Regions from separate parts of the Sus scrofa genome. Here regions 2, 3, 4 and 5 are each linked to region 1. The links are chromatin contacts, called in public Hi-C, HiChIP or PLAC-seq and promoter capture Hi-C maps. All regions are on one chromosome and are shown on one strand. The core of a region is the stretch at or near the end of the contact, and the rest is flanking DNA. Distances in the headings are between cores, read along the strand shown. Region 1 holds the start of ARL6IP4 (ADP ribosylation factor like GTPase 6 interacting protein 4). Region 2 holds the start of ZCCHC8 (zinc finger CCHC-type containing 8). Region 3 holds the start of RSRC2 (arginine/serine-rich coiled-coil protein 2). Region 4 holds the start of SBNO1 (protein strawberry notch homolog 1). Region 5 holds the start of DDX55 (ATP-dependent RNA helicase DDX55).

The links. Promoter capture Hi-C pulls out the DNA fragments that hold promoters and counts their contacts. Hi-C and Micro-C count contacts between places; a contact is called where the count stands out from the background. HiChIP or PLAC-seq counts read pairs in DNA pulled down with a chosen protein or histone mark.
Region 2: a promoter capture Hi-C map of liver shows a contact between it and region 1, with 5 times the contacts expected there. The contact joins the promoter of ZCCHC8 here to the promoter of ARL6IP4 in region 1. A contact is called at or near these places in 1 of 5 promoter capture datasets (liver) and 2 of 47 Hi-C or Micro-C datasets (both in liver).
Region 3: a contact with region 1 is called in an H3K27ac HiChIP or PLAC-seq map of alveolar macrophages. The contact joins the promoter of RSRC2 here to the promoter of ARL6IP4 in region 1. A contact is called at or near these places in 1 of 5 promoter capture datasets (liver), 2 of 47 Hi-C or Micro-C datasets (embryonic fibroblasts and liver) and 1 of 2 datasets of contacts at active chromatin or transcription factors (alveolar macrophages).
Region 4: a contact with region 1 is called in a promoter capture Hi-C map of liver, with 5 times the contacts expected there. The contact joins the promoter of SBNO1 here to the promoter of ARL6IP4 in region 1. A contact is called at or near these places in 2 of 5 promoter capture datasets (fetal liver and liver), 3 of 47 Hi-C or Micro-C datasets (embryonic fibroblasts, heart right ventricle and liver) and 1 of 2 datasets of contacts at active chromatin or transcription factors (alveolar macrophages).
Region 5: a Hi-C map of embryonic fibroblasts shows a contact between it and region 1, with 3 times the contacts expected there. The contact joins the promoter of DDX55 here to the promoter of ARL6IP4 in region 1. A contact is called at or near these places in 3 of 47 Hi-C or Micro-C datasets (embryonic fibroblasts, liver and subcutaneous adipose tissue) and 1 of 2 datasets of contacts at active chromatin or transcription factors (alveolar macrophages).

What each region holds. Positions count from the first base shown.
Region 1 is chr14:29,887,027-29,889,726 of Sscrofa11.1, forward strand. ARL6IP4 (ADP ribosylation factor like GTPase 6 interacting protein 4) reads right to left here and starts at 1,444. Exons shown (of 5, transcript NR_033706.1): 1 at 792-1,444; 2 at 49-272.
Region 2 is chr14:30,263,272-30,265,971 of Sscrofa11.1, forward strand. ZCCHC8 (zinc finger CCHC-type containing 8) reads left to right here and starts at 1,252. Exons shown (of 15, transcript NM_001190154.1): 1 at 1,252-1,467. The coding sequence starts at 1,269.
Region 3 is chr14:30,240,678-30,243,377 of Sscrofa11.1, forward strand. It overlaps RSRC2 (arginine/serine-rich coiled-coil protein 2), which reads left to right and starts at 1,386. Exons shown (of 10, transcript XM_013982805.2): 1 at 1,386-1,568. The coding sequence starts at 1,563. It overlaps KNTC1 (kinetochore-associated protein 1), which reads right to left and starts at 1,311. Exons shown (of 65, transcript XR_002338925.1): 1 at 1,070-1,311.
Region 4 is chr14:29,557,844-29,560,543 of Sscrofa11.1, forward strand. It overlaps SBNO1 (protein strawberry notch homolog 1), which reads left to right and starts at 1,260. Exons shown (of 31, transcript XM_021073996.1): 1 at 1,260-1,793.
Region 5 is chr14:29,387,359-29,390,058 of Sscrofa11.1, forward strand. DDX55 (ATP-dependent RNA helicase DDX55) reads right to left here and starts at 1,427. Exons shown (of 13, transcript XM_003359086.4): 1 at 178-1,427. The coding sequence starts at 285.

The sequences.
Region 1 (2,700 bases), core at 194-2,693:
GAAGGGACCCTCCTTCCCCCGCCTCCCACACTCCAGGCAGCACAGTACCTGGGCCATCCTCTTCCTCCTCGGCTGCTCTGTGCCACTGGTCCAGCGAAGGTCCAGGCAGAGCCTCAGCTTGCTGCACCTTGGCCTTTTCCTTGCTTCTCTTCTTCAGCTTCTTCTTCCTTTTCTTCTTCTTCTTCCTCTTCTTGTCCTTGTGCTTCCCCCGCTTCTTCCGGCCATCGCTGGAGGAAGAGGAGGAGGACGAGGAGGAAGAGGAGCTAGAAGAACTGGAAGAAGAGGAGGAAGAGCTGGATCGTGGTCTCCTCCGGGCCTTGTGCTTGCTTCTCTCTGTGATGCATGGAGAAGGTGAGGCTGGAAGGCCAGGAGGGGAAGAAGTAAACCTTCGTCCCCTTGCTCTGGCCTGTAGCAGGCTCAGGCTGACCCCAGAGGCATGAAGCCCTCGGGCAGGGCTTTCCAGAAAAGGGATCAGCACCCTGTGGAGAGGCACTTTCTGGGCTGCCAAGTCACTGACCACCCAGGAGCAGGGCAACCAGCCCCCACATCTCCCGCCCAGCTGCACCAAAGATATGATTAAGTGCTCCTTTCACTCAGTATTCAATGGGCTGGTCCAGCCGCTGGATTCTGAGCATCCTTCAATCCAGATACCCAGGATCTACACTCTGGGTCCTCCTTTGAATAGTGCTCTCTGCAATTTTCCCAAAGCCAGTCCGGAAAAGCCCGCCCAGCTGCCTGCAACTTCCTCCATGAAGTTCCCTCACCCCTTTCCCATTCCCTCTGGTTCTCACCCTCCGCCCCAGAGGAGGTAGTGCTGGCTTTGCGGCTTTGGGATCTAGAAGCCGAGCAGCTCCTGGGAGCGTCCTTACTGCTCTTCTTCCTTTTCTTTTCCGACCCTCTGCCCCGGGACCGGCTGCGACTCCTCGAGCGCTTGCGAGAGCCGACGTGAGCCATAGCGCCGTGGGCTGGAGGCGGGGAGACGCGCTTAAACTGGGGGTCCCTGGGCCGGTCCGCAGACTGGGTTCCAAGAGCGGCTCTACTCAGAACCTGGTCCTCTAGGGATCGATACCCGTCACCACCCGGGGCAGGGATATGAGGGGATCTATGCAATCGCACAACCCGCACCCGCCCCTCGCCCCCAGGTATCCCAGATTCTCGGCGGGCTCCTGGATTCTCCGCAGCGGCCTCTTTAAGGGCCCGCCCCCGCCCGGACGCTCCACGCCTGCGCGATCCAGTTCAGGAGCCCTAGGAACGGCAGTGTTCCTCAGCTGCCAGGTGAGTTCTTTATTCCTTTCCGCGTACTCCTACCCTCCACCCCGCGCCCTCCGCAGCCTTGCCGCCTTAAAGAAAGTCTCCGAAGCTGCTCCGCTCCCGCCTCAACCGTCCATTTGGCCGGACCACCTGCCCTGCACCGCGCCTTAGAGTAAGGAAGTGGCTGCTGGGTGACTTCCGGTCTGGGGGTGCTGCTCGGGAGACAGTCCGGCTGCGAAGCGAGGCGCGGTTGCCTTTAGTTCTGAAGCCCCAGGTTCCGTTTCTGTGGCAGCCCAAGAAACGGAACCTGGCGCGATCACCACGGGAGAGGCGAGTTGGGCATCCAGGCTTCCGCCTACAGGTGGAGCTCCGAGACGAGAGACCTGCTCTCCAGCCTGGCGCCAGTCCTGGAGTTTGCAGGCCTTTTGCTGCAGCTGTGCTTCTCCCAACGCTGTTCTTTCGGCGCGCCTGCAGCACCCCCAGACTCCCTGGCGCCCCAGGGAAGAAGGCGACCCTACTGCGCGCCGCTTTTCCTTTCTGGATTGTCTTCGGATGTGTCCACTGCAACGCGCTGCGAGCTCCAGAGCTTTGGTCTTTCCATCGTCCCCACCCAGTAATACAGAGATCGCACTCAAACGTCCATAAGGACCAGAGGGATCATGGCAGTGAATGAGGAAGGGACCCTGTGATCAAGAGCACCACAGGCCTGTCTAGAGTGGGGACAGCTGAGACCCTGCTGATTTCTGCAGTACGGATTGGGGCCTGGTGTTCCCAGATCTTCCCACTCCCTTAAGAAGTCAGAACTCAAGATTTCAACATAGCTACATGCCTCATCCAGTCTTGGGGCCAAGTTGCAAACTCTTCAGTAGTGATGATAGCAGCAGACACAGGGCTGTTAAAAATCACTTTATAAACATGAGGCCCCAGAACAACTCTAGGCCATACTCACCAGGTGAGGAAAGTAAAGCACAGAGAGGTCACACGGCTTACCCACAGTCACAGGTGGAAGTGATCGAATCAGAATTAGAACCCAGGCAGTCTGGCTCCAGAGTCCCTGCTTTTAATCCCTCTGCAGTAACCCCTCTGTACCATCCAGAAGATGCCTTAGGTGGCTGGCCCAAATCCTCTTTGTAGACAGGTGTACTCGCCCCAAGCCGTGGTATTTGCTGCTGACACCTCACACCTGTGCCCTTCTCTGGACGACTCCCTTGGCCACTGGAGATGGATGTCTGGGAAGTTACTCACCCCCTCCCTACCCTGAAATACCTTAAAGCCAGTTAACTGATGTTGGGGGCAAACTGTGGTACCATTCATGCTGCAAAGAGCCTATAAGATTGGGCTGAAGCTGGATCCTTCTTGAAACCACATTTGGCCCAGCTGCTTCTGCCCTATCCTGGTTCCCCTTCTTCTGAGAGTATTCCCTCCTTAAACCACTTGCACAGGAATCCC
Region 2 (2,700 bases), core at 2-2,501, 380 kb after region 1:
CCCTTTCCTCTCCTTCCCCATAACCCTTGAGTTATCTCTGTTCTTTATTTTTCAAATATCCTCTATTAAATACCAACTCTCCACCACTTGCCACTACCTAATCTAACATTTGTTGATTTTATTACAAAAATCTATTCCATCTGTCTCCTAGACTGCCACCAATTCTTTTCCTACCATGCAATCAGGACCATCCTATCAAAATGTAAATTTGTAGCTCACAGACACACCACCTGTTTAAAATGCTTACCAATTTGGGGATGGGAAGAATGAATATGCCTAATATGGTCTCTGAGTACTGGCCTAATTAACGTTCCACCCCGGGCCTCCTCTTGCTCCACTCTGCCTTTTCATACGGAATTTTTTTCCTTTTTTTTTTTTTTTTTTTTTTTCTTTTTAGGGCCACACTTAACAGCATATGAAATTCCCAGGTTAGGAGTTGAATTGGGGCTGTAGCCGCCTATACCACAGCCACAGAAATGCCGGATCTTTAATCCACTGAGCAAGGCCAGGGACCAAACCTTTCATTCTCATTCTCATGGATGCTAGTCGGGTTCGTTACTGTTGAGCCACAAGAGGAACTCCCTATTTTGCTCACTCTTGCATTCTCAGCTCCTAGAACAGTACCTGGCACACTGAATGTGGTAAATAAATGTTACTGAATGAATGGGTGATTGAAGGAGAAACCACCAAAAGCCACAACAGACAAAGCTAAAGTAACCTAAAGCTTGAGCTTCATGGAAAAAAAAAAAAAAAAAAAAAAAAAAAAACCAACCAACTGAAGTAGCTTCTCCAAGATTACAAATGTATCCTATGGCAAAGCTGGAGTTCCTTATTCTCTAGTTTGGCACGCAACCACAACATGTGATAAACCATGCATCGTGCTCTGATTTTTTTCAGCCTTAGATACATAACAGGGACAACTCGTAACATTTTGATCTAGTTGGGCTTTCTTCACGTTTTAAAAGGACCAATCCCAGTATGCAGTGCAAACAATGAGTTAACAGTCGCTTAGAAACCACATGTCCCAGCATGCCATGCTTCGGAGCAATCTCAGAGGTGGGTCTGAGGAAACGCCGTTGCATTCTGGGAGTTGTAGTCTCACAGGACTGGCCCGCCCCTTGTGCAGCTCCGGCGGCCTACGTTTAGGAGGAAACCCTACTGGGTGGCTTAGATCGGCCGGAGCCGGGAGAGCGGTGCCGCCCAACAACCTTGGCCGCCGGCCGGGTGGCCAGCTCCGCCTCTTCTCGTGTCTTTTCCCACAGCCCAAAATGGCGGCGGAGGTGGATTTTGGCGATCTAGAGCTGTTCGAGGCGTTTGACCACGCCGAGGAGTCGATTCCGAAGCCCGTTCACACCCGCTTCAAGGAAGACGACGGCGACGAGGAGGATGAGAATGGAGTCGGCGACGCGGAGCTCCGGGAACGGCTTCGGCAGTGCGAGGAAACCGTCGAGCAGCTCCGCGCCGAGAATATCCTTCCCCTCGCTGGGCCGTGTCACCCGGGCGTGTGGTGGGTGCGGTGCCGGGAAGAGCGCGGGCGGAAATTCCACCAGGGCCAGAACTCAGGCTGAGAATCTAGGGTTCAGATTGCGTAAACTGTCCCCCAGGCCTCGGCGCGGGACCTCTCCCTTAGTGGGATGCGTCTCCTGGACTTGATTCGCGCCTCCCGCCCCCCCCCCCCAATTCCGGGGCCGGATTTTAGGGTTATTTCGGACAGTTTCAACTGTTAAATTGTAGGCTCTTCACCACTTGTCTTCCTCTCTTTGGAATCACTACCCGACTTCATTTTCTGCAGCCCAGCTAAAGTTGATGAAGCCGTGTTATAGTTAGGAGATACCGGCTGTTTAGACTTTGGCGCAGATCTGTCTTTCCAGTGGGGCAGAAGTGAGGGGTCCTGGGATGTAGAGTCGGGGCCCTTAAGGGTTCGAAGCGCGGAAAGAAAAATGGTTAATTGCTTGAAGAACATTGAGGATTCATTTTAAAGTTCTTCCACTTTAAAATAGCTTCCGTGGTGAAGATGTATTGCAAAGGTTTAGAGAAGACGCGCCAAATCAGTTTCCGTTTGTCTTTAGTTTACAGCCTTTCTAGCAAGATGTGTGACTGTTTTTTCACATTCTTAGAGGGTTTTTGTTTTGTTTTACTATTCATACAGATAACTTTGGTTCAGGTAGTTTTGCTAATGGAAAGATCCCTGAAAGCGGTTGGTAAATCATCTTTTAAGGTTTAAGAGGTCATTTTTTATAATGCCTTTTTCCTCAACATTTTATTATGAGAAATTTCAAAATACAGGAAAGTTGAAAGGATTTTACAGTGATCTTTACAGAGTCCATCCTAGCTTATTAGGTCCTTAACAGTGTCTTATGCTGCATGTACTTTATTTGAATAATCATGATGCTGCTGACTTGGACAATTATCTTTAGTGAGTGGCTGTTTAACTTCTGACAGGACACCGTTGTCTGAATAACGTTTTTGGTTGTCTGTTAGTCTCTTTTGAACTGCATGAACCTGCCTTAGAAAGATCACGTTTAAAAGGATGAAAATGATGTTTTAGTTTTTAGGTCCTGTTACCTAGCCCTGCAACAAAGCAGGTCAGCAAGTGTGTCATCCTCAAAATATTTGTCTTTTAACTTTCCTAACATTGATACCAAAAGTAAGATTAGTAGTTGAAGTTTATGATCTTCATATTTGTATTTACTGAGGGCT
Region 3 (2,700 bases), core at 136-2,635, 350 kb after region 1:
GAACGCCCAAGAAAAGAGTTCTTAATAGAAGTGTAAACAGGAGTACAGAAACAACGCATATTAGAATAAACAAGAGCTTTAATGGCTATGTTTGGGTGGTAGTTGGGAGGAGATGGGAAGGAAAGGTTGGAGTGAAAATTTTCATGGGTCTCAGTGTCCTATCTCTGTAAAAATAGTTAAATAGTGTCAGCCTCCCAGGTCTGTCACACTCAACTCTTTCAACAACTGTTTATTGAATGCCTAATACATACCAGTCACTGTTCTAGGAGCTGAGAATACAGTATGAAATTTATATTCTCACAGGAAGGACATACAAAAATAAAATATACTGCGGTATTGAGTAGGCAATGAAGAGTGAATGAATCACTCTTTTAATCTACACAACAACCCACTTTACAGCTGAGAAACATGAGTCAGGGACTAAGTAAATGGCCAAGGTCACCTAAAGCGAATTGATGATGTAGCTATACTCATCTGCGAATTTGTAGACTCAAATTCACACCAGCTGTTAACTATTATACTGCATAATTACAAAGAGTGTACAAAAGAAGGGGGGGAGGAACGCCTAAGAAGGACCTGTTTGGCAACTGTAGACATGTGGGCAGAGACCCTAATACCAAGAAGTCAACTATGCAAAGCTCAGGGGGAACAAAGATGCAGGCCCGGTGCAAAGGCTCAGAGGATGGACTGAGTTTGGGGCGGCTGCCAGGCCTGAGCAAGAATGGAAAAGTGCGGGAACTAGATAGGTGGAGCTAAGTGAATCCCCAATCTCAAGACTGGGTTAAATCCTCAGTGCTAGGGAGGGAAAGATGACCAGGAACGTGATTTTATTAACGATTTGAGATTACACTGGCTGCCGGGTGAAAAGATGAACGAATTAGGCAAAAACAGTTTCAGCAAGGCCTTCAGGCCGTAAATGCTCTCAGCTGGACACCGGGGCCAGCAAGAACCCAATCTCTCTCCCGCCAGCGTCTAGTGGGGAAAACACCCCGGACTGAGCTGAGGCCTCTGCTACTTCAACATAAGCCCACCCCCCGCAAGCTACAACAGCGCGGTTCCCCCTCCTCACCCGCAATTGAAGAAACTAAAGAACAGTCAAGTTTACAGCCCCTCTTCGGACACCCACAGCGGCTCCTAGACGCGTCAGGGCCCATCCCACAGGTTTAAATTGGCGGGAGATCACCAAGCCCAACCCCTTTTACGGCAGCCAGCGGAGGCCAAGATTGCTTAAGAATCGAAATAGGAAGTCGCCCCACCCTAAATTCCACCGGTTCCGAGAACCAGGAAACTGCATTCTAGGGTGTGTTCTTGGCCCCGCCCCATCCCTGGCCTTACACGCCCCCTTCAAAAGAACAACCAATCACCGTTGAACAGCGTTGCTACAGAAACTCATCACCACCCCTTTTCCTCCCAGCAGGCTGTGCGACGCGCCGGGCCTTAGCCCGTTTGTGCCATCCGGGTCTCTCGTTCGAGCGATTCAGTCTGTGGCGAATCGTCTAGGCGGCCGGTACTGTGGAAAGCGGCAAGTGGAGGCGCCGCTCCAGCGGCCAGGACTGTGGACTATGGCGGTAGGTGCCGAATCTGAGTTTAAAGTCAGGGATGTTTCTCTGCTACTGTCCGAAGAAGGGATGAAGGGCTCCCAGAGCTGTTGTCCGAGCTTGTGTGTGGACAAAATGGCGCCGCGGCCTTCTTCTGCGCCCGCCATCATGGCTGCCTCCTTTAGGGAGGGGGAAGTGAGGCGGTGTCGTTGGGGGTGGGGAGCCGCAGGGAGTGTCTTTTTTTTCCAGAACTTTCCTCATCTCTTTCCCAGCTGTGTGTTCTTTTTGGCCCACCGAACTGACTGCAGTTTAGCTTAGTCTAGTGATTTATATTGAATTTTGTTAGGGCTTAGGCATTTATATGTTCGCGGTGGGACCTGGAGTCGTCCGTGAAAAGTGTTGGGTCATAAAGGCGGTGCCTGTAAGGGATAGAAACGTGGGGGGCGAGCGGTCTTGTAGCGTTTTTGTTTTTAGTTTTTTCCTTTTTTGCCTGAGTGCTAGGAGGCGATTCCAGTTGCATAATTTCCGTTAGTGTTCCATCTGTGTACTTTAGTTTATTCCTTAGCAGCTAGATAACGTGTTTCTGGAAGGGAGTAAAAATTCGATTTAATTAAGAGAAGATTTTGGCACTACGAATTCTGATTGATGCTCTGTTTCCGAAGTGGCTTTCGATGCAGTCATTTTGAAGTCTGAGAAACATAATCCAGCCCTGTCGCTGACGTTGTTACTTTAAACTTAAGAGTTCTTCATTGGCCCATTTAATTTTAAATGGAGAGTACGGTTCTTAAATCACCACTTTCGAAAAATAAACCTTCTTTGGGTATAAGATGTCCAGTCCTGATAGATCACATTATTGTGTGATTACTTCCTTTTACTTATCCTGTTAAAAGAAAAATGCGAGAATTTTGTATTCTTTTTCCATTGACTAAAAAGTTGTATTTTCTTGTTTTTGGAAATGAAGCATAAGTAAAACCTTGTAGCTCATCCTAATCACTGGAGTACCTGGAATTTAGAAATCATGGAAGATCCTCCCTCCTCCCATGCCCAGTTGATTTGATTTAGAACCCCTTTTTTTATTAACCGATTTAGAACTAGTTTGAAATCGCTTGGCAGGCTATTTGTGCAGCTAGTCGATGGGGTGTTTTTCTTTGTTTAAATCGTG
Region 4 (2,700 bases), core at 10-2,509, 330 kb before region 1:
CTTGTTTGCCATCATCTACACTAGACATAAACCAGGCTAGTGGAATGTAGGGAACAAGACAGATGAAGGCCTTGTTCTTATGGAACTATTATTATTATAAGGGGTCAATCTGAGCTGTAGCTGCTGGCCTACACCACAGCCACAGCAATGTGGGATTCGAGCTCCCTCTGCGACCTATACCACAGTTCATGGCAACACCAGATCCCCAACCCACTGAGCGAGGCCAGGGTTGGAACCCGCATCCTCATGGATGCTAGTCAGATTCATTTCTGCTCAGCCACCACAGGAACTACCCCCCCCCAACCTTCATAGGTTTTTAATGTGCGTGTGAGGATTAAACAAAGTAACAGTAGCAAAGTGATTTGTTGGCATTTTAAAATGTTTATTTACATGCATACATATATAATGCATATTTATGTATAAAAACACTAAGTTGAAAGATTCATAATTATTCTCTCCATGACTACTTTTTTTCCTTTCCTCTAGCCCCTTACTGTCTCTTGAAGAGCTCACACCTTAACAACTAAGTGTTTGAATGACTAGGTCTGCTTTGAGCTCAAGGCGACAGCAAAGCGACCGCCAGTAGGGGGCAAGAATCACCTAGGCGTGCCTATTACCTAAGCAACGGGTTCAAACAGCATTCTCAGAATGACTTTACAAAAGGGTTACCAAGAAGTTAATTTGTTTATTCTGTTAGATCACTTAAAAGTAGTAGCAATAATAATCATCATAATGGATAATACAAAAATAAGGAAGTGAGAGGCGGTAGCGACAGATATGCAGCAATCATTAATTCAGAGCAATAGTTTGTTCAGGTTACCAGGTGTGTGTGTGTGTGCGTGCGCGAGAAAAAAGGAAACCGAGCTGACTGCGCTCTCACTCATTAGGATATGATTGTAGCAGTCGGAGCAGTAGAGGGGCTCCGAGTTCCTTGCGGTCTCACATTGAATAAAGTGCTTTAGGAGAGCCTAACAAGAAATCATTACGAGAATTTCTTGCTAGAATTAACTAAGGTAACGAGTTTTTCAAAGTGACAAAGACGCCACTAGGTAACTTCCTGAGCCATAGCCACGCACCAAAAAGGTTTCGAAAACAGCTTCGAGCCCCTCCTTGCCCGACGTTGAAAGCAGGTGTGGGACGCATGCGCACGGCCCACCGGCTGACCTGCTCGGGGCAACCCAGAACAGACCTTCCTCCCGACATGCCGCGAGGGAGAAAAGGAGGGGAAAACGAACTCTCGCGATTCTTTCAAACGCCGGCGGAAGCAGTAGACACGTGACTCTCCTAGGCGGCCTTCGTCTTCCCCCCCTCCCCCTTCTCGGAAACCCGGCCCCCTCACCCCTCGCCCACCCCGGAGCCGCGATAATGGACCGTTTGGGTTCCAGAATTCCTTTGGATTCAACCACTGGTACAGGGTCGGCGGGAGCCGGTGGAGTCCGTGCTTGGCGGAAAAGGCGGGGGGCGGCCAAGATGGGGGGGGAAATCATCTTCCTTCACCTAGGAGAGAGGCGGGGCGGAGAGAGGGGCTGGGGTTTGCGGTGGGGGGGGAGGGAGGAAGTCACGTGGGTCCTGCGGCGCGCGCTGCGTGCGCGCGGCGCCTCATCCGTCGCCCCACCCCCTCCCGGTGGGGCGGGGGGGGTTGGGGGAGGGGCGTCAAGATGGCGGCGGGGAGGTAGGCAGAGCCGGACGCTGCTGCTGCCGCCGCCACCGCCGCCTCCGCTCCAGTCGCCTCTGGTCCTTCAAGCTGTCGCCGCCCGGGAGAAGGTGTTCCAGCGTCAGATCCTGTGGGGAAAGTAAGTCCTCCCTGTAGCCCTTTTATGTCTCCACACTCCTCCTCCCGGACAGCCTCCCACTCCCACCCTCCTCAGGGGGCCGTGTGGGGCCAGGCTGGGGGGGGCCGCCACCTCACCCCGGCTTCGGGCCTCCCGCGCCCCTCGCTGCCCTCTCAGCTGCGTGCCCCGGGGTCCTCGGAGGCACGGTCCCGGCCGCGGCCCCGACGCGCTGGCTTCCTCCGTCGGTCAGCGCCGGGCCCTGCGGTCGCCGCGCGTGGGGCTGTCGGGCTCCTGGGGCCCCGCTGTCCCAGACCGAAGGCACCCCGTTTGGGCGAGGAGGCAGCGTTTGCGGACGCCAGCTCTGGCTCTGCCGGGATCGCCCCCCGTGCTCCCCCGTCTCGACCAGGGGATGCGAGGTCCCGGACTCGTAGGAAAGTGAGCTCCACAACCCTTCAAAAGTCTTCCGCTGGAGGATTGCTTTGGTTCGGGGCGAGTGCGGAAGGCGACAGGGTTGCCCAAGATGTGGACCCCCACACCTACGGTTTGCTTGTTACCTTGCTCTCAGGGCAGTAGGGACGGTACGTGGGACACGTGGGGCCACCTTCACGCTTCACCCAGTGATTAGGTTAATTTTGCCTGGAGCTTGTTCGCTCGCCTCTTGGACCCTAAGTAAGAATCTATAGGGAGGGAAAGGCGGTCCGGGATTTGCTTACTTTGAGAGCGTTTGGCGTAACGAGCATCTAAAGTTCCCCAAACCAGTATACGCTGGTGGTTTCCCAGAAGTGGTTTGGGGTCGGTTTAACCGCGGAGGAGATTTGGATGTTCCTGAACCCTTGTGATTGTTTCTTTCCTGACCCTGGCATCCAGCTCCTCCCCTTTCCACCCCGGCTTTGTGCTTCTGTTTGGTTAATGTTTGCGGACCACTAAC
Region 5 (2,700 bases), core at 177-2,676, 500 kb before region 1:
GGAGTAAGAAGACGCAGCAAAAGTCCCGGCCGGAGAGGTGAAAACTCCAGGATGCGAATCCTAATTGTACACTTACTGGCCGCGTCCGATTAATTGCGTGCCACGCCCACGCTGAGCCCCCACCCACCCCCGCCCCGCGCGCCGAGGGCCCTCCTCCCCACCGCCCGCGCTGAGTACCTGCACCGGCGTCATGTACGGAAAACCCAGCTCCTGCAGCACATCCAACACCCGCGGGTGCAGCGGCACGGGTAGCGACTCCCAGGAACCCTCCGTCACGTGCTCCATGGCTCTCTCCGCCACCGCATCTACCACTCGGACTTCTCCCGGGCGCACTTCCGCTTCCGGCTGCCAACTGGGCCGACCGGGAACCGTGCTGCAGTCGCATAGTTCCGGGAGGGCAGGAAAGGCGCTCTGGCCGCTAGAGAGGAGAAAGAGGGCCTCCCGCTAATGAAAGTGGACAGAGGAGGGCCGGGCCGTAGTTGTGTTATCTGTTTAGCGCAGCCACTTGGGCTCGGGGCGTCTTTCCTACCGAACAGGCATTTGGGAAGAGGGATTTTGCCTCGGCTTGCACACTTTCCCCGCTTGTCGGAGGCAGGTGGCAGCATGACATAACTGTCCAAAGGACAGGACCGAGTCCAATGAGGCTGCAGAGAGTAGTCGGAAATGTACCCCATTCCCGGAGCCCCGGGTTAACAGATACGCAAAAGAGGCTGTGGATGGGGGATCCACTGCCTAGTGTGTAACAAATGATTTACTTCCAAGAAGTTAGGTCAAAGACCTAAACACGAACTTTGTATCTTACTCCTGTGTTCAGCACTGGATTGATTGACTCCTCCACGTACAGTCAGTCAGCAAGCTTTTACTGACCAGTTATTATGTGCTGGGCCAGTATCTTCGGATTGGCTTGTTCCCTGACAACCATCAGGACTTTTCAAATACCATTTCAGTGAAGTCTTCCTTCCTAATCACTAAAACTACTTACCCTACTTTATTTTTTTCCCATAGCACTTAACCATTAATATGCCATATAATTTACCTATTAGGTCAATCTCCCCCACTAAAAGGTGAATCCCACGATGGGGATTTTTCTCCGTTTTCTGTATCTCAGTGGCTACAACTGGTAGCACACAGCAGTCAGTTGGGGATGAATAAATGAGAATAGTACTCAGGCACCTCAAACTAGACAAAGTGAAAGAGAAAAGCCTGAGGCAACATTTTCATTTAATGTGATCATCACATCCTCAAAATGCCTTTGACAACTGTTTGACAAAATAGGAATTCCGGACAGGTCTGAAAGCAAAGACAGAGGGAAAGAGTATAGCTGAATTTGCATTTGGGAGGTCTATTTACTAATTTTTTATCTAGGGACCTAGGACACTTCCCAAGCTTTCTTTTCCCCATCTTTTTGTCTTTTTAGGACCAAACCCGAGGCGTGTGGAGGTTCCCAGGCTAAGGGTACAATTGGAGCTGCAGCCACCAGGCTATACCAGAGCCACAGCAACGTGGGATCTGAGACAAGTCTGCAACCTACACCACAGTTCATGGCAATGCTGGATCCCTAACCCACTGATCAAGGCTAGGGATGGAATCTTCGTCCTCATGGATGCTAGTTGGGTTCGTTAACCACTGAGCCACAACAGGAACTCCTTTTTTTTTTAATGGTCACATCCACGGCATATGGAACTTCCCAGGCCAGGGACTGAATCTGAGCCATAGCTGCAACCGTCGCTGCAAGCGCAGCAACGCAAGGTCTTTTAACTCACTGTCCCAGGCCAGGGGTTGAACCCAAGCCTCCGAAGACAGGTTCTTAACCCATTGCACCATGGCGGGAACTCCTAAGCATCTTTCTCACTTCCATGAGAATTATAATACCACACAAGATAATGGAGGTTTTGACAACTAAATGATACAAGAGTTTATAAAGCGCTTAGCATTACACCAGGCGCATCACACAGTGGTGGACAGAGTAGTTTCATTACTAGCAGCCCTTAGTGTAATAGAGGAAGCGGAACCATTTCTAGAGGCAGAGATCTAGATTCTGGTCCCATCAATCACTCTTCATCTGGGAGCCTTGGGCAAATCATTTAATCCCTTTTAAACTTATTTTTCACATCTATAAACCAAGTGATTGAGTGAAAATAACTCAGTTGGGTTTTTTCCCAAATGAAAAAAATACTTAAGATGTTAGCAATGACCCACCAGGAGTTCCACTGGTGGCACAGTGGAAACAAATCCAACTGGGAACCATTAGGTTGCAGGTTTGATCCCCGGCCTTGTTCCATGGGTTAAGGATCTGGAGTTGCCCGTTGCTGTGAGCTGTGGTATAGGTTGCAGATGCAGCTCAGATCTGGCATTGCTGTGGCTGTGGTGTAAGCCAGCAGCTGTAGCTCCGATTTGACCCCTAGCCTGGGAAACTTCATACATCACAGGTGAGCTCCCCGACACCCAAAAAAAAAGAAAGAAAAAAGAGAAGAAAAAAACAATGACCCATTAAAGAAGCCACACAGGGAAACCTAAAATTAGGTTCCTAATCACTATCCTCAATATCCTAATCACTATTTTTTATTCACAGACACAAAAAATGCAGATATTTATGAGGCATCATTACTGAGAAAATATAACTTTATGAGGCATCATTACTGAGAAAATATGATTAGAAAGTTGGTATTTAACAAATGTGAATTAATCATTAATATATAG